2 separate regions of the Mus musculus genome follow, and region 2 is linked to region 1. The links are chromatin contacts, called in public HiChIP or PLAC-seq maps. All regions are on one chromosome and are shown on one strand. Each heading gives the region's core, a stretch centred on a gene start, on an enhancer-like site or on the middle of the called end of the contact. The rest is flanking DNA. Distances are from core to core; before and after follow the strand shown. Region 1 overlaps Cftr (cystic fibrosis transmembrane conductance regulator). Region 2 has its middle 27 kb from the start of Lsm8.

The links. HiChIP or PLAC-seq counts read pairs in DNA pulled down with a chosen protein or histone mark.
Region 2: a FOXA1 HiChIP or PLAC-seq map of pancreatic cancer cells shows a contact between it and region 1. The contact joins two enhancer-like sites. A contact is called at or near these places in 4 of 39 promoter capture datasets (the 3T3-L1 cell line, cranial neural crest, embryonic stem cells and 1 more) and 1 of 115 datasets of contacts at active chromatin or transcription factors (pancreatic cancer cells).

The regions. Positions count from the first base shown.
Region 1 is chr6:18,269,897-18,277,532 of GRCm38.p6, reverse strand. It overlaps Cftr (cystic fibrosis transmembrane conductance regulator), which reads right to left. Exons shown (of 27, transcript NM_021050.2): 15 at 7,207-7,335; 16 at 3,797-3,834; 17 at 2,756-3,006. Among named protein-coding and RNA genes, the nearest start is that of Cftr, 100 kb to the right of the region's middle. Within about 2 kb of position 6,377, at least 37 of the 459 cell types and tissues checked have an H3K27ac peak or open chromatin away from gene starts, as enhancers often do. A contact at or near this core is called in pancreatic cancer cells, where this site is marked.
Region 2 is chr6:18,817,499-18,825,298 of GRCm38.p6, reverse strand. It overlaps the pseudogene Gm5874. Among named protein-coding and RNA genes, the nearest start is that of Lsm8, 27 kb to the left of the region's middle. Within about 2 kb of position 2,243, at least 27 of the 459 cell types and tissues checked have an H3K27ac peak or open chromatin away from gene starts, as enhancers often do. A contact at or near this core is called in pancreatic cancer cells, where this site is marked.

The DNA of each region.
Region 1 (7,636 bases), core at 5,128-7,627:
ATGTCTGGTCATCGTACCCCTTGGGCCTCACTTCTGCTGCTCTCGGTTTCAAGGTGTCTTAATGGCGGTGCTTTCATCAATTTTTTATGTTCAACTCCACCAAACAGGGCACATACACCCTCCCTGTGGAGTTTTCTGCCATTTAGATATGCTGATCCAAAACCCACAGCTGTCTCTCTCAGTACACACCAGACTTCCTTTTTTATTTTGTCTATCTTCTTCACTGGGAATATAAGCTTCAACCTGTATTCTAAATTCCAGATTCACCCCATTTGAGTCTTGATTGTTGTGTCAATGAACTAAAAATTCCATGTCTACTACATGCTTTGGTAATGCTGGCTACAGGGAGGTGATTAAGTCATTCTCCTTGTAGTGCAGGAATTCATCTTCTAAAAAAGGAGCTAAGCCAACAGATAAAGTGTAACACAACACTATGGCAACAATGTAATAGTGAACCTTATCACTCGTTCACTATTACCTACTGGATTAAAGTCCAAAATTCTTTAATATTTAATAGTTTCCCATAATTTGTCCTTAACTAACCTAGATCCTGCTATTCAAACCCACTGCTTCTGGTAAGTATGTCTTCTTTAGTCTACCTTTTCCTACTTTGCCTATGTGTTGTTCCTTTCTATCTAAAAGCCCTGTCTCCTCTTGTCAAATCTGTACCTCTTTCCTGGTTCAATTCAAATAGCCTGTCTGCAAGAGAGTAGGGTATTTACTGCATCTGGAAAAAAATCTCTTCCTGTCCTTGTCTGTATGCCTGAGTTGCAGAGACTACATACGTGCTGTATATCACAGCTGCTTGTGTGTGTACATATAACTTATCTCTTTTCCCAGATAGGAGATTTTTGAAGTCAATAGGATAGATAATTCCATGTCTATTTTATATGACCCACAGACAAAAGTAAAAAGTCTTATGCAGACATGTGATACATTAGAAAACATATTAATTTAGGATATTTTATGAATATATTATATGGATACCCATTATGGATATCCTTCCATAAATAAGTCAGAGAAATAATGTATATTCCATGACATTTGTAATAACTATTTAAAACTGAAAGTATGCTTGGGCAAAATAGTATACTCATAGTGATATTTATATTTCAAATTTTATTTCAACCAGGAGCATCTGTGTATTATAACCGCATTTTGCTGAGGACCTTTATTATGTGTCTGTATGATCGCAATTTGAGTATGACAAAGTGGGAGAAAGTAACAGGAAAAAAAAAGCCTGAGAAAATTACTGTCAAGGAAAAGCATGGTCAATGCACAATTCTGAAGAGCTCATCCAAGGGAAATTCCAAGTTGTTGCAAAGTATAGCAGAATAATTCAGTATCAGATGAGAATCATAAACCATGAATCTAATAACTTTTTTTAATTAAAAGCAAACTATATGTACCACAGCTACCAAATAATGAGTGCAGGCTGATTGGAAATCTCTTGAGGTCATCTTGCTGCTTAGGTCCAGGAGGTTGAATAAGGAGGAACACAGCATAAAGTGGTTAGGAACTAACCTGAGACACAGATGACATTTTGGGAAGACAAATGAGAAAAGAAGAATGTATGGTGATCACTGAGAGGGAAAACAGAGAGGGCGGAGAGGGCGCTGTGAGTGGATTTTGGGAGAAAGAGGATGGTTCACTTCCTTTGAGAGCAACAACCTCACAGAAAAGAATGGCAGAAATATGCTAATATTCATTTCACGTAGGCTGCTGACAGCCATTACTACCAATGGTGTGTGGCCAAACTAAGCCTAAGCCTCAAATGTCTGTGTCCTTTCCACGTGTCCATGTTCAATTCTGCCAGAAATGTGAGAGAACGCCTCTCTTAAAGAGTGAATTGCCCATTTCCTTAGTTTTAAGATTCTTAGACTAAAAGAGGATGACCAGGATCATATGCAAATGAGGCAACCCTTTGCCGAGGCATAAGGGCTCCAGGATAAATATAATCTTTTTCATACATCAACACTTAATTTTGTCACCTAAAAAAATCTGATGCACATTTGAGATTTTTAGACAGATTACAGTAAAAAGGTCTCAATACTGTAGCTTTCTCTACATTTAGTTGAATTTCTATGCCTGACATGAATGATACTTTAATTATTTGTATGCGCCAGGACTTCCCTGGCTTAGTGTCACACAGCAGGCTCTCCAGTGAAGGAGAACTTAGGAGGCTTATTATCTTCATGGTCTTTAAAGTAAGCTAACTCAGAGGCGAATCAATGCACCACATTTTCAAAGACCCTTCTTACCATAGGTTTTGAAATGTTTGGTTCTATTTTTCAAATTATCTTACTTTCTGTGACTGTAATTAAATCGGTGTCAAATGCATTATACAAGGATCATGTACTATAATTGTCTCATAATAATTAAAAACTATCCCCCTCCCCCCAAAGTCATCTAATGCATTCATATGACCACTCTTGAAGAGGCACAAGAAACAGTTATTTTTTTTCCCATCAAGATAAGTATGTGAGAAGGTCAAGTTATCCAAAAGAGGTTGCTTCAAGTGAGTCCACTGAACGCAAATCACATTGTAACAAGATAATTTACTCTACTAGGCTGATACAGAAATGCTGGGGAGCATGGGTATGCTTGCCTGCAGTATCTTAGAAATGCCAAACAAGGTAGTTGGATGAGGGGCAGATGCCTGTGTTCCCGCTCATGCTGCTACTGAAGGCAGGCAGGCCGATGAGCCACACAGATGGCAAGCGGGCAGCTCCACTTTATACCTAGTCACAAGTACCTGCTTTCAGCTTGCTGATGGTCGACATAGGGGCGTGAAGAATGGAGTGTAACATTTTCCTGTGCAAAATTTTTGATGCTGTGATTAACGTATGCACCAGCGGCAAACCTCTGAAGAGGCTCAGGGCAAGCAAAGTGTCAGCCACTCCCACGTAAATGTAAAAAATATAATAGAAACTGGTACTGGTGATGATCACAACATAGGAGCTATTGGAAATTTTAGTACCATTGTTTCCACTGTTAACAGGGTTGCTGTAAAACAAAAGAAAAGGATTATTTGACAACCAAACTTGCCAAGTGAATCACTAATAAAAATAAGTATAAGGAAACATGAAATGCTGACTTTAAAAGAGACTATACCCTTAGTTTTATAAATTTTGTATTGCCAAAAGGTGTTAAGGTTTCTCATAATTGAAATAGATGTAATTGATTCTTATTTGAACAAAATAATTAGTAGAAACTATTAAATATGAACTGTTGCTTCATATATTTTATTGCATTTCATGAAAACTGAAAACAACATATATTTTAGAAATGAAGAGATAAAGGCACTGAACAGCTTTCAACTTGAACAAATATAGCAAACCTTATGTATCTCCTGTGTATCTATGGATTCAGCCATCAGTTTACTGAGAAAATTATTCTTAAAATTGCATCTTTAGTGAACACGCACATACTTATTTTTCTTATCATCATTTCTCTAAAGGATATAACTACTTACATGAAAATTACATTATACTGGGCATCATATAAATCTAGAAATGTTTTAAAGTATATGTGGTGATATGCCTAGGCTATATGCAAAATACTATTGTATTGTATGTGTAAAAAACAGTTTTACACATGGAGCACGAGTGCAGAATTTGGTATCTTTGTTCTGGGACCCAGTCTCCTCAGAAATTGAAGAATTATTGAAACATGGTTTCTCCCCTCATAATCAGCAGGAATATGGAAGGGTGTAATGAACATAGTATATATTAAAATAGTTTATAACCTCTAAATATAAACAAAACACAATCCACATAAAGTGTGGCATACTCACTTTTTAAGCAACCATAACACAAATAAAGAAGCAGCCACCTGCAATGGAACAATCCACAGTTGATTTTTTTCTAGCGTCTTTATCTAAGCCTTCCACACCCATTTCTAAATTCAATATGACCAACATCGAAGTGCACACACTCTTAGTGTCTTGGCTTTACACCTCTGAAGTCACTTCAGCAATTGCTATTGGTTAAGAGCACATTAAGCTTATGGAATTCCACTCTCTCATTTTGCACATTCATTTTTCCACAAACACTATTTATTGAATCATACAGGAAAGGTAAGGGTTGTCTGTTTAAATAATATATTTTATTTTAGTTTATCTTATTAACTTCTATGATGAAGATCTAATGGTATTATTTTAATTGTCATGTTTTCTCAATGTACACATAGTCTCTGTGTACTGTCTCAGTAAGAAAGAAAAACTTCTGATGTCTTAAGACTCAAGTTAATGCAAAACTAGAAACCTGGTAATAATCTAAGCTTTTAAAATGTCTTTATTCTTATAGAAAAGTCTTCCTCAATCTTCAGACTAATCAAATGACTCTAGACCCTAGATGGGGCACATGTTCTGAGCCACTTCTCCATTACATCTCCTTTGATCCAAGAAGAGAAAAATCAGCAGCACCAGCACTGCCAACACACTCTGAATAGAAGCAATAAGAGAAATACGTAGTTACCAATGGAGGCCTAGATCCTAACAAAGTAGTTTCTTGTCTATCACATAGATTGACCAATCCAAGCTATATTTACTGACTACAGTAGATAAAAATTTTTTCAAATACTTGGTAGGAAGCCTTTAGGAAAAATATTTGGGAATTAAAGAGATAATGGAATACACACTATTATTTCACTTCAAAATGATTCAAGACTATATAAAGTTCATGTAATTTTTCAAAGAAGGGTACTCTTGGAGGATTACGCTGAAGCAGCAACAAAATAAGTAATAATCATTTTTATTCCTAAGGTGGGGAGGTAACACACGGTGCCATATCACATGGAATGTAATACACCATAATTTGCAGATTTTCACATATTTTGTGGGACAAATATAACCCTAAAATCCACATTCACAATAAAGATGATGTGCTAAAGGGACTCTAACACTGACTAGCAAAGGTAGTTTTATAGAAGTTCACTATAATCTCCATTTTATTACTGATGTAAAACAACTCCTTATTAACAAACAGACACAGCAGGCCTTTGACACAGTCTTAAAGACCACAAGACCAAGGAGCAAACAGGATCTTGAGATGCTGCACTCTACACACCATCAGGTTATTGTAAACATCCATTAATCCAGTGTTTACATTTTCCCTCTCTTGTCCATAATACACTGCCAAGAAGGGGCACTAGAAAGAGCAGCACAATAGAAATATTAGTCTATTTGTTCAGTGTTAAGAACTTAGAGACAACATTGCTTTTGAGGGAAAATACAAAATATACACTTTTTCAAAATAACACATGACTGAGAAATATTATTTCCCCCACCACTAATTTAAGTAGCTGTGAAGGAATAAGAAAAGACAGCGTGGGCCACAAAGTTTATTTCCTATTACAAAAGGGATCACACACAGAAGAGATGCTATAAAGTCATAAATCTAAATGGAAATACAGTCCTTATTAAGACTTAAAATTATCTAAATCACTTTAATGGAGGAGGATATGCATTTGGGAATTTCTTGTCACTTAGGACTTAAACAGTGCTTTAAAAACTAAACTGCCACTGTGGATTGGCACCTGTTCCATGATGGAATGTACCAAGAAACATTCCAGTAGCCAAAAGAAATCTACACATTGGCACTGACACAAAGAAAAAAAGTTTAGACTTAAACAAAGTCTATGTAAATTTTGATTGAAGGAAAACAACATAAACATTAGCAAATATGTTGTTTAGTTGTAAAATTGTGCATATCATTGCTTTCTTTTAATCTAGCATTTGAGAGCTATTTAACTGGACAATGCCTATAAGATACTGACAAAAATGAAAAGAAGGAAGGAAGGAAGGAAGGAAGGAAGGAGGGAAGGAAGGAAGGAAGGAAGGAAGACGAAAAGAAAGAAAAGCACACCATTAGATTGTTTTCTGACAAGTGCATCATTGAATTTTGTCCACTATGAACCCTGCCCCTGTCCCCTGACTTCCTTTCCCAAAATGTCTTTTTTTTCCCCTCAGGTGACTGTTGATGATTTGGATGTAAAATGTGCTAAAGACTCCTGTGTTTGAATACTTGGTCTCAAGCTACTGTGCTGTTTAGGAAGGCTATGGAATCCTTCGGTTCTTGAGCAGGCCTTCAGGTTTACAGCCTGGCCCCACTTTTTCACTATTTGCTTCCAAAGTGTGCTTGCAATATGACCTACCAACCTGCTACTTCTGCTATCATGCCTTCCCAGCCTCTGTGGAATATGTTCCCTCAAACAGAAAGCACATATATATCTCCTTTCCTTAACTTTTAGGTGCTTTATCATGGCAACAGGAAAAATAATAGAGTGACTAATACTGCATTCTTGTGCAGCAGGTCAGCACACAATGAAGTAATTACATCATTGTGAAAGCTTCCCTCGATGAACACTGCCTGAGACAAAGGTACAGCAGGCAAGTAAGGATCATTACCACATGAGTCACTGCCTGCCTCATTAGATCATCTAGATGGACATCTAGAATTCTTTTCAGTACTTAACTTCAACTCATATTCACTCTTTGTAGGTTGGGCTTCTGAATCTGTTAAAAACTAAATGTATGGAGGTGTAATAAATGATGTGAGGATTATAAATAACAAACTATTATTTTACTTGTTAGATGTGTGGATTTTAGGACCCCTTGTCACAAAAACAACAAAAAATGTTACTTGAGATGACATAGTTATGTTATTGATTTTGTTATAGTAATCTCTTTACAATACTTATGAATCAAAATATGCTGATTATAAAAAATATTCCCAATAAATTTTATTTTATGACAATTCATCATATATAGCATTTGTATTTATGCATATTTCCTTATGTCTGAAGTACTAAAATATCAATAGTAATTCTAACTGTGGATTTTAAAAAGTTTTAACTTATTTTTCTGTGTATGAATGTTTTGCCTGCACACATCTGTGTACTACACACATGTTGTACACACAGAGGCCAGAAAAGAGTACCAGGTTCCTGAGACTTCAGTTACAGATGCTGTAAACCACCATGTGGGGTCTGGGAATTTGGCTAGGTTGTCTGGGAAAGCAACCAGTGCCCTTAACCACATAGCTGCCTCGTCAGCTCCTCTTGGTTTTCAGAAGCGATGAACTTTACAGGAAACTACCGTTGTACACATGCACATACACATGTGTACATGCTCATATGAATACATACAGCTTTTTTATCCTAAATTTAAACTCACAGTGACAATTTCCAAACAAACATACTTACCTCAACCAGAAAAACCAGTACGCACCAAATCAGCACTAGCAGTAAGCCTTTATGGAGAGTAAAATATCGTAGGTATGTGTTCCATGTTGTCACCGGGGGTATCTTGATCACATCATCAAGAAAACACTCCTGAGAAAAGAAGTGTGATTCTGAGACAATCCTACTCCATGCTGCCACTGAGCTTTTATTATGAATTCAGGGAAATAAGGGAACAGTACCATTTACAGCCAAGGATCTTTAAAAAATAAAAGCCACTAAAAATGCCACGGGTGATGATGGCCACAGAGAATAGGATGTCTGCTCAAGCAATATAGTTTATAAAGTACCAAACACAGTGAGACTTCCCAAACCTTAGCATGTAAATGCTTTACAGCCCACACCTTTTGTCAAATGAGTGAAGCTCCCAAACTCTTCATGATTGAGCTTGATT
Region 2 (7,800 bases), core at 994-3,493, 550 kb before region 1:
CGTATCCTTGGTGTAAACCCGCATGCAACTGTACTGTCTCTGATAAGAAAGTTCTAGGCTAACTATATTTGCAAGCAATATAGTGCTTCCATCGGAGAAGGCTTTATTCTGAAAGGAAGTTTATGGGTTGGGACTAGCTAAGTCAACCCTGACTACCTCTGAGATAAAAGACGAGCAGCTCGCTGAGGAGCCTCACATCCAATCTTTCAGAACTGAAGTCAGCACCAAGAAGGGCAGATGTCATCTTCTAAGAGAAATATTCTGAGGGTCTGGCAGCATAAATCCATCGGTAAGTTTATAATAGACTATTGTGGAATCTGACTCCACTATGGCCAAAGTAAAAGACATTGGCAGTTCTGGATCGCCTTGCAACTTTCTAGACGCCTTCAAGATTTCCCTTATCCTATTATGGCTGAGGGAAGCAGAAATGGGTGTAGGCACCACTGTCTGCAGCCCTTCCCCTTCGATCTCAGTGCCAAGGAGGCAGATGAGTTGTAGTTCTGGTATTCCTACACAGTTTACTTCATGCCAACTTTTACTCTCCATGAGATCCAGGTAAACCAAGAATGCTATATAAACTTGGGTGGCATCTCCTATATCTAATTCCATCATTTCTAAGTACTTAGGGTGTGTGCCCATCCAGGCGTCCTCCGGAGCCCATGTGTGGGCGCCGCCGCCATCGCGAACGGGAGCCAGGCCAGGCCCGCTACATCCCGGGGTAGGTTCGGAATCGCTGTGCTCCTCCATGCCGCCCGCGCAGAAAGCCGTGGTGCACCGCAAACCCCTGACTTGTTTATCAATACAAAACTTCAAAACTAATTAGACAATTGGCAGATAATTTGCCTCTTGACAAAACCATTCTAACTTAATAACATAAGAATTATTGTTTTAAACTTTTAATGAACTTCTGGAGCTAGTAACAGAAAATGAATGTTTAGTCAGGTACTAGTCTAAATGGAAACACATGTAAACATTTCTTTTGTGACTCCTTATCAATTTATGACTTGAATTGGTGTCTTTTTTTTTTTTTTGGTTTTTCGAGACAGGGTTTCTCTGTGTAGCCCTGGCTGTCCTGGAACCCACTCTGTAGATCAGGCTGGCCTCGAACTCAGAAATCCACCTGCCTCTGCCTCTGCCTCTGCTGGGATTAAAGGTGTGGGACACCACACCTGGCTTTTGAATTGGTGTCTTAAACTTGCTATGAACTTATGGAATATAAAGATGGCCATATTATCAACTCTCTGGAGAAAGTATAAGAACTAAAAAAGACAATAAGGGAAGGGCATTTTCTTACTTTCAGAAATGAAAAGGTAGAAGCTCTTTTGGTTGGAGATTCTTTTTCACGCAGAATGAATGAGTTTTTTTCTGCATTGACACTTGATCATTGGACTGTGCTCATGGGTACTTTCGTTCCATCCACCAAATGTACATATGCATATATAAGTATATGTATATGTATGTAAGTATGTATGAACACTAGTGAAGTTGCTGAGACGAGTGGTCGGGTCCAGCCAGTATGTGTGTGTGTGTGTGTGTGTGTGTGTGTGTGTGTGTACATGTTGCCTGTGTAAAAGATTTTAATTATTATCCTTCCTAATCTCTCTCCTTCGTGCAGTTGATGAGTTCCAAGCCTCTCACCTGGCCAGCAAAGAGGTCCTTGAGTGAAAGAGAAAAGAAACCAGTGCTATTATCACAAAATAGCAAGAGAGAATTACAGAGAAAGAGACCTGCACTATTTTTGTGCTCAGATTAAAGCAGAAAATAGTAAGAGAATGGAAACCAGTGCTTATTAAAGCACAGATAGTAAGATTATAAGGCCAGAGATCATCAGTCTTTGCCTTCATCCAATGCTGTGCTCCATTTCAACCCGTTTGGAGCAGGACTCTTGCATTCAAATACAGTATATGAAAAGAATTTAAGTTAAAAAAATTATTATTTTTTAGAAAGGAATTAAAACATGGTCCTGTAAGTCAGTAAGGAGTGTTTCCTAATGGTTTCTGCTCCAAGCTTCTGCCTTGATTTCCTACTGTCATATCTGTAAATGATGAACTTCGACCTAGAAGTATAAACTAAATAAGAATCCTTTCCTGCTCAAGTTGGTTTTAAAATAGCAGTTGCTTTTGTTTGTTCTTCAACTCCTTTCTTAAAGCTGGTTCTGTCTTGTGATTATAGCAGTAGGAATGTGACTAAGCATGTTGTCTTTGTACACAAGACATAGTGAGAAGGCTGGGCTGATCCCGTGACAGGCTATAAATTGGCAGTGAAGGAGACCAGGCCCAAATCTGTTCACAAGAACTGGGCAGTTCCAGGCAAGTCCAGGCCTCAGAAGTTGCCCTGCTACCTGGCCTCAGGCAAGGACAATGGGTCAGCAGCAATTTCCACAGCTCCTTAGCTACTTCCTTAGCAACAGTTTCCAGCCTCCATGCCCCAGTAATGGAATGTCCTAGAGACAAGTAAAATAAAGGTCACCTACCCTAGAATTCCCTAATTTGCTTTTAATCAGGCCTACAAGCTCATGTGATTGTCTCTCTATCTTGGTAACGGGAGTGACCCCAGCATGCTGGACTTCTGCAGAATCAAACACTCTTTGCATTTACATACTATTTGAGACTAGGGTATCATTCTTCAGCAAATCATGGACCCTTAGACTATCTCATTCTCTGATTTGCTTGCAAATGAAGGTGGATCCACTGAAGCCTGTACTTGCAGTTTTATATACAGTTCGCATAAAGTTCTATGCTTCTGAGTAAGGCTATGCTCTTTGTTTTGTTTGTTATTATATTCACTTGTTTGTTAGGTTGTATGTATGTGTGTTTGTGTGTGTGTGTTTGTCATTTTGCTTGGCTTATAAATCTAGGAATTTTAAAGTGTAGAGTTTTTTTGACTAAATGTCTGTTCTATTAGTTCTTGTCCTAACTCCCATTACTGACGGCCAAGTAAGGAAATACATTTGTGTAAAAAGCAGTTAAAAATACACAGGTAAATGATGGATTCACCATAAAAATATCTCAGAGATGTATAAATTACTGGCGCCAGCTGTGCTTTAAACCTATTTCTTTCCTTTGTTATTTTGTTTGTTGCAGATGTTTCCTATAGACATGTTATTGTACACTGTGTAGAATTATCCTTGTGTTATTCAAATGCCGATTTCTCTGCATCTATATCTAGATATATCTATATCTGTGACCTATATCTAGTCACAGTCTGGGGGCATTGCAGTGATTATTCACAGTACTCCTGTTTCAAGTTTGTATAAACATTGCTCCTCATTTATGTTCTGACTTTCCAACAGAAGCTTTTCAGTCAGTGTCTGGGCAGATGACAGAATAGGACAGGACTTCTGACAGGCAGTGGAAGGAAAAGAGTGAGGAGGAGGAAGAGAAGGAAGAGGTATTCGCCATGAGGAAGGGGTCCTGGAGACACCATGGGAGAACATAGCTGAAGACCAGTGAGCCAGAAAGTTGGGTGGAATGGAAGACGTGATGCCAAAAGCAGACTTTAGTGAAAGTTACAGACGTGGATAGAGGTTAGCAGACAAGAGTAGAATGAATCAAGCTGTGGTGGTCCACGTGGCATAAACATCATCAGAACAGTAATTATTTTTTTTTCAGAAGAGAAAATGATAATTTGGAAGTAGCATTAAAATAGAGCAAGACACGCCCTTAACCTCAGTTCTTACACTGATATCCTTTCAAGGACAGATAGGTCTCAGTAAGGCAAGAAGGTAAGTGTGATATTTGAAGGAAAAGATGCTGAAATAACTGACTGAATACAGGATACTAAATGGGTTTGCGTGGGAAAAGGGGGGTGTAGTATAAGGGTCTGAAAGCCGCTGAAGGAAGACTCCAGACTCAGATAGTATGCACAGAGAAAGAGTGCTTATTCTGTAGAAACAACCAGCATCTAGAGGCCAACCATTCTTTGAAATGGTAACCCCAGACAAAGGCATGTGGGCCTTTTTATAGGGAACCAGGAGAACCCTCAGAAAGATTAGGTAATCTAAAATTTCACTGGTAAGTGCTAGGGAGTCACAGGCGGTCAGTGGTCTGCATTCCTATTTCATGAATGTTTAACCATACGATGAAATGGGATTGTCCAGCACAGATTGCCATTTTGAGATAAGTTTTTTTCATAGTTATCCCCAGGCTATACTTTGGGAAGGAGTTTTATGATTGCTTTCTGGATTTTATGGTCTTTCCCTGGAGCTGGTGTCTTATGGCCTAGTTTCTAGGACTTATGGTCTGTCCCTGGAGCTGGTGCCTTACAGACTTTCTTTGAAATCAGTTCTGGTCCTTAAATGGAGACAAATGGGGTTTTATGTTGTCCTCTCAGTAGGAAACATGACAATGCATGGATTCAAAGTGACTTGGTGAAGTTGGAACTCCTAATGCTTACGGAAGTGTCCAGGGACATAAAGCACCATGAGCTTGGCTCTCACATCTCTTGTGCTTGGGTGGTATATGCACTCTCAGGTGTGAAGCTACAGAGCAGCCTCAAGGCTGATCCTCTGAGAGTTACTCTTTCAGCAGATGTGAGTTCTGGAACCATCTATAACCACTAGTTTCATTTATCTTGGATTTTTTTGCCAAGTTTTTCCAAAATCTCAATTTCTGCATGTATGTAAGTAGGACCTGATTTAAATAATCTCTTTTGCTTTCTTCAGATGTCTTAAATAGCAGAGAGGAAAAGAAAAATGGGGTCATTCCTGTCATCAGGAAAGTGTGAAGTATCAGAAACAAGTAAGCCTCTTTCACATAACCGATGCATCCAGAGCTAATATTAGGAAGATCGATGTGTGAGTTCATACATCTGTTATATTTGGCATCAAAGTATATTAATACCCTCCAAAAACCACAGACAAGTGACAGAACAATGCACCATGTTTTAGAGACACTTGGTTATGCCTTCCTGCTAAGGCAAAATACATTTTGTAACTCATAAATATGGATTAGTAACAGATTTATGATGTATCAAATCCTAACTCCTGAAGTTAAAATTAAAATGTACTCTTACTTCTCAGCTCCCTGTCATTCATTTCCCCTATCCTGCGCGTGATAGTCACTGCATTATTATTAATTTTTATATTAGTATTTTAGCATTGTAAGTAATAAATGAGTCACTTGAGCATATATAATTCCAAGTGATGAAAACATTGAGTTTTCGTTACTGAGTTTCATTTAATCAACAATGAAAGTGAAAGTGCTTCCTCACAGCTTATATTTTTGTTATTACAGCATTTCTATTAACCTACTTAGTTGAACTGATGGATTAATTCAGTCATTGCTACAAGCACACTAATCGATCAAAACTGATAATTTCACTCCAAACAGTCAATCAACTTTGGTCCAGTCAATTTTTTATGCTACATGAACAATGTATCTTCCTATTTCACAGAGTTCTATATCTTGGAAGGACTTTATTGAAGATGAGGGAAAAGCAACAATGCTTGATCTTAATGAGCAAAGACACTGCTTGGAATAAAGATGCATATGTCACATACTGAGAACACATTGGAATGACGAACGTCTTATCTATAGGCATTCATTTCAATCAGCTTAGCGAAACATTAAAAGTTTGAACATTCTCATTGTTGTAAAATGTTTTCTATGTATGGCTTAGAATCTCCTTACCTAATGAAGCTGAATATACTTTTACACTTCAGTTCTTTGATAAACAAGTCAGTATTCGCACCTTTCATCCGAGGTATTGTAGTTAAATCTGGGTAATTGGCCACTAGGTGGCAGGGCTGTGATGTGAATAGAGGCCACAGTTAAAAGCCAATTTCAGAAATTCCTCCAGGAAGAGTTTTAAAGCCACACACTGAGCACGTAGTATGTATTTTTTCCCACATGCTGAAGTTCCAAAGAGGACTATTTCATGGTCTCTGTCACCAATGATAAGACACTGTAATAGAATGTAATAGCCACCACAGGTCACTTCTTCATTTTAAAGCATACTGACAGAGTTTTGATTATCTGAAACTATGCTGGTGATGCTAAGAGGCTCTCAGAAGAGTTTGTCCTTTTCCTTAAACATATTATAAAACAGAGGCTATAATCCCGCGGTAGAGCCTGTTAGAATGTGTGGGACCTTAAGTTCAATCTTTTGCACCCACAAGCAGCAGAATTTTAGTATTACAGATGAAGTGAGAATCTGAAATGTAAAGCATTAAAATACAACTAACACAAAGTCTTGTCTAATGTTATTCCCAATCTATAGTTTCTCAAATATGAACAACTTTACCTCCAAAAGTACACTTGGCAAGTACATTTATCTTTATCAGAGCTGGATGAAAAGTGCTATTAGAGTCTGTAGGTAGAAGTCTGAAATGCTGCAAAATAGCCTAGAATACATGGGCTGGAGAATATTACTAAAAGGTCAGCATTTGGAACAAGTTAGGACTGGACTGTGATAGATAAAGCTTCTATCTCAAGATTTCAAGGTAAGACCTGTTGTTTGAAAGGAGACAGACAGAAAAGATGCTTTGGATGAAGGTTTGGGGCAAGCTTACACAACACTTGAATATATGTGACAGTTGGGATGAGAACGAGAAAAACTTGATTTAGCCTTAACAAAGGCAAGAAAGCTGGGCATGGTAGTAAACACCTGTAATCACAGCAGTTGAAAGCTTGATGCAGGAGGATTGAGAGTTTGGAGCAGCCTAGATCACATAAAGAACCCTCTACCACCCAAGACACACACACAGAGAGAGAGAGAGAGAGAGAGAGAGAGAGAGAGAGAGAGAGAGAGAGAGAGAGAGGGAGGGAGAGAGAGAGAGAGAGAGAGAGAGAGAGAGAGAGAGAGAGAGAGAGAGAGAGAGAGAAGTGGAGGTTGCAATAAGTAGGGCACCATTGTATAGCACACAGAGATGAGGTTGGGTTCATCTTTCACATTTATTGGGCTTGCAATTTGGTTTACCTTCTATTTTCATTCCTTTAAAGTGGGGAAACAGAGCTGGAGAGGCAGTTCAGCAGGTTAAGAGCACAGGCTGCTCTTCTGGGTGTCCTAACTACTTCTCTGTTGCTGTGAAGAGACACCAAGGCCAAGGCAGCTTATAAAAGAAAATGTTTGCTGGAGCTCATGATTCCAGCAGGCTCCAGTTTATGCCCACCATGGTGTGGAGCATGGCAGCAGGCAGGCAGGTAGGTATGGCACTGGCACATTAGCTGAGAGCTTACCTCCTAATCCACAAGCATCAGATGGACAGACAGACAGAGCACTACCTGAGAATGCCCACCACCAGCACCACTCCTCCAATTCTTCCCAAACAGTTCCAGCAACTGATGATGATTATTCCAATTATTCAAACATAACAGTCTCATTAAAGCAATCTCTACTCCCCACGCCCTGTTCACCCACTCATGGAAAAATCAGCTATCTCTTTCTTAGCATACAGGAAGAGATACCATTGTCATTAAAACCACAACATCAGAGGACTCACGTTTGGTTGCTGGCTCCCACACTGGGTGACTCTCAACCTCCTTTAACTCCAGCTCTAGGGATTCCAATGCTTTCTTATGGCCTCAAAGGACACCGCACTTAGATGGCATATACAGACACACACATATAGGAAAGAGAAAAATTTGAAAATTAAACTTTTAAAAGAGAAATTGTTGAAAAGATTCAGTATATATTAAATGTCCCAAACATAAATGTGTCAATAATGATACTTAACATCGTTAAGATATTGTGAGGATGCTAATTATATCACTATCCATGGTTGTCATTATGTTTACTTGGAAAATTGCAGTCAGGGCACAATAGTACTGTGTAATGATGAAAATGAACAACCAAGAGAAG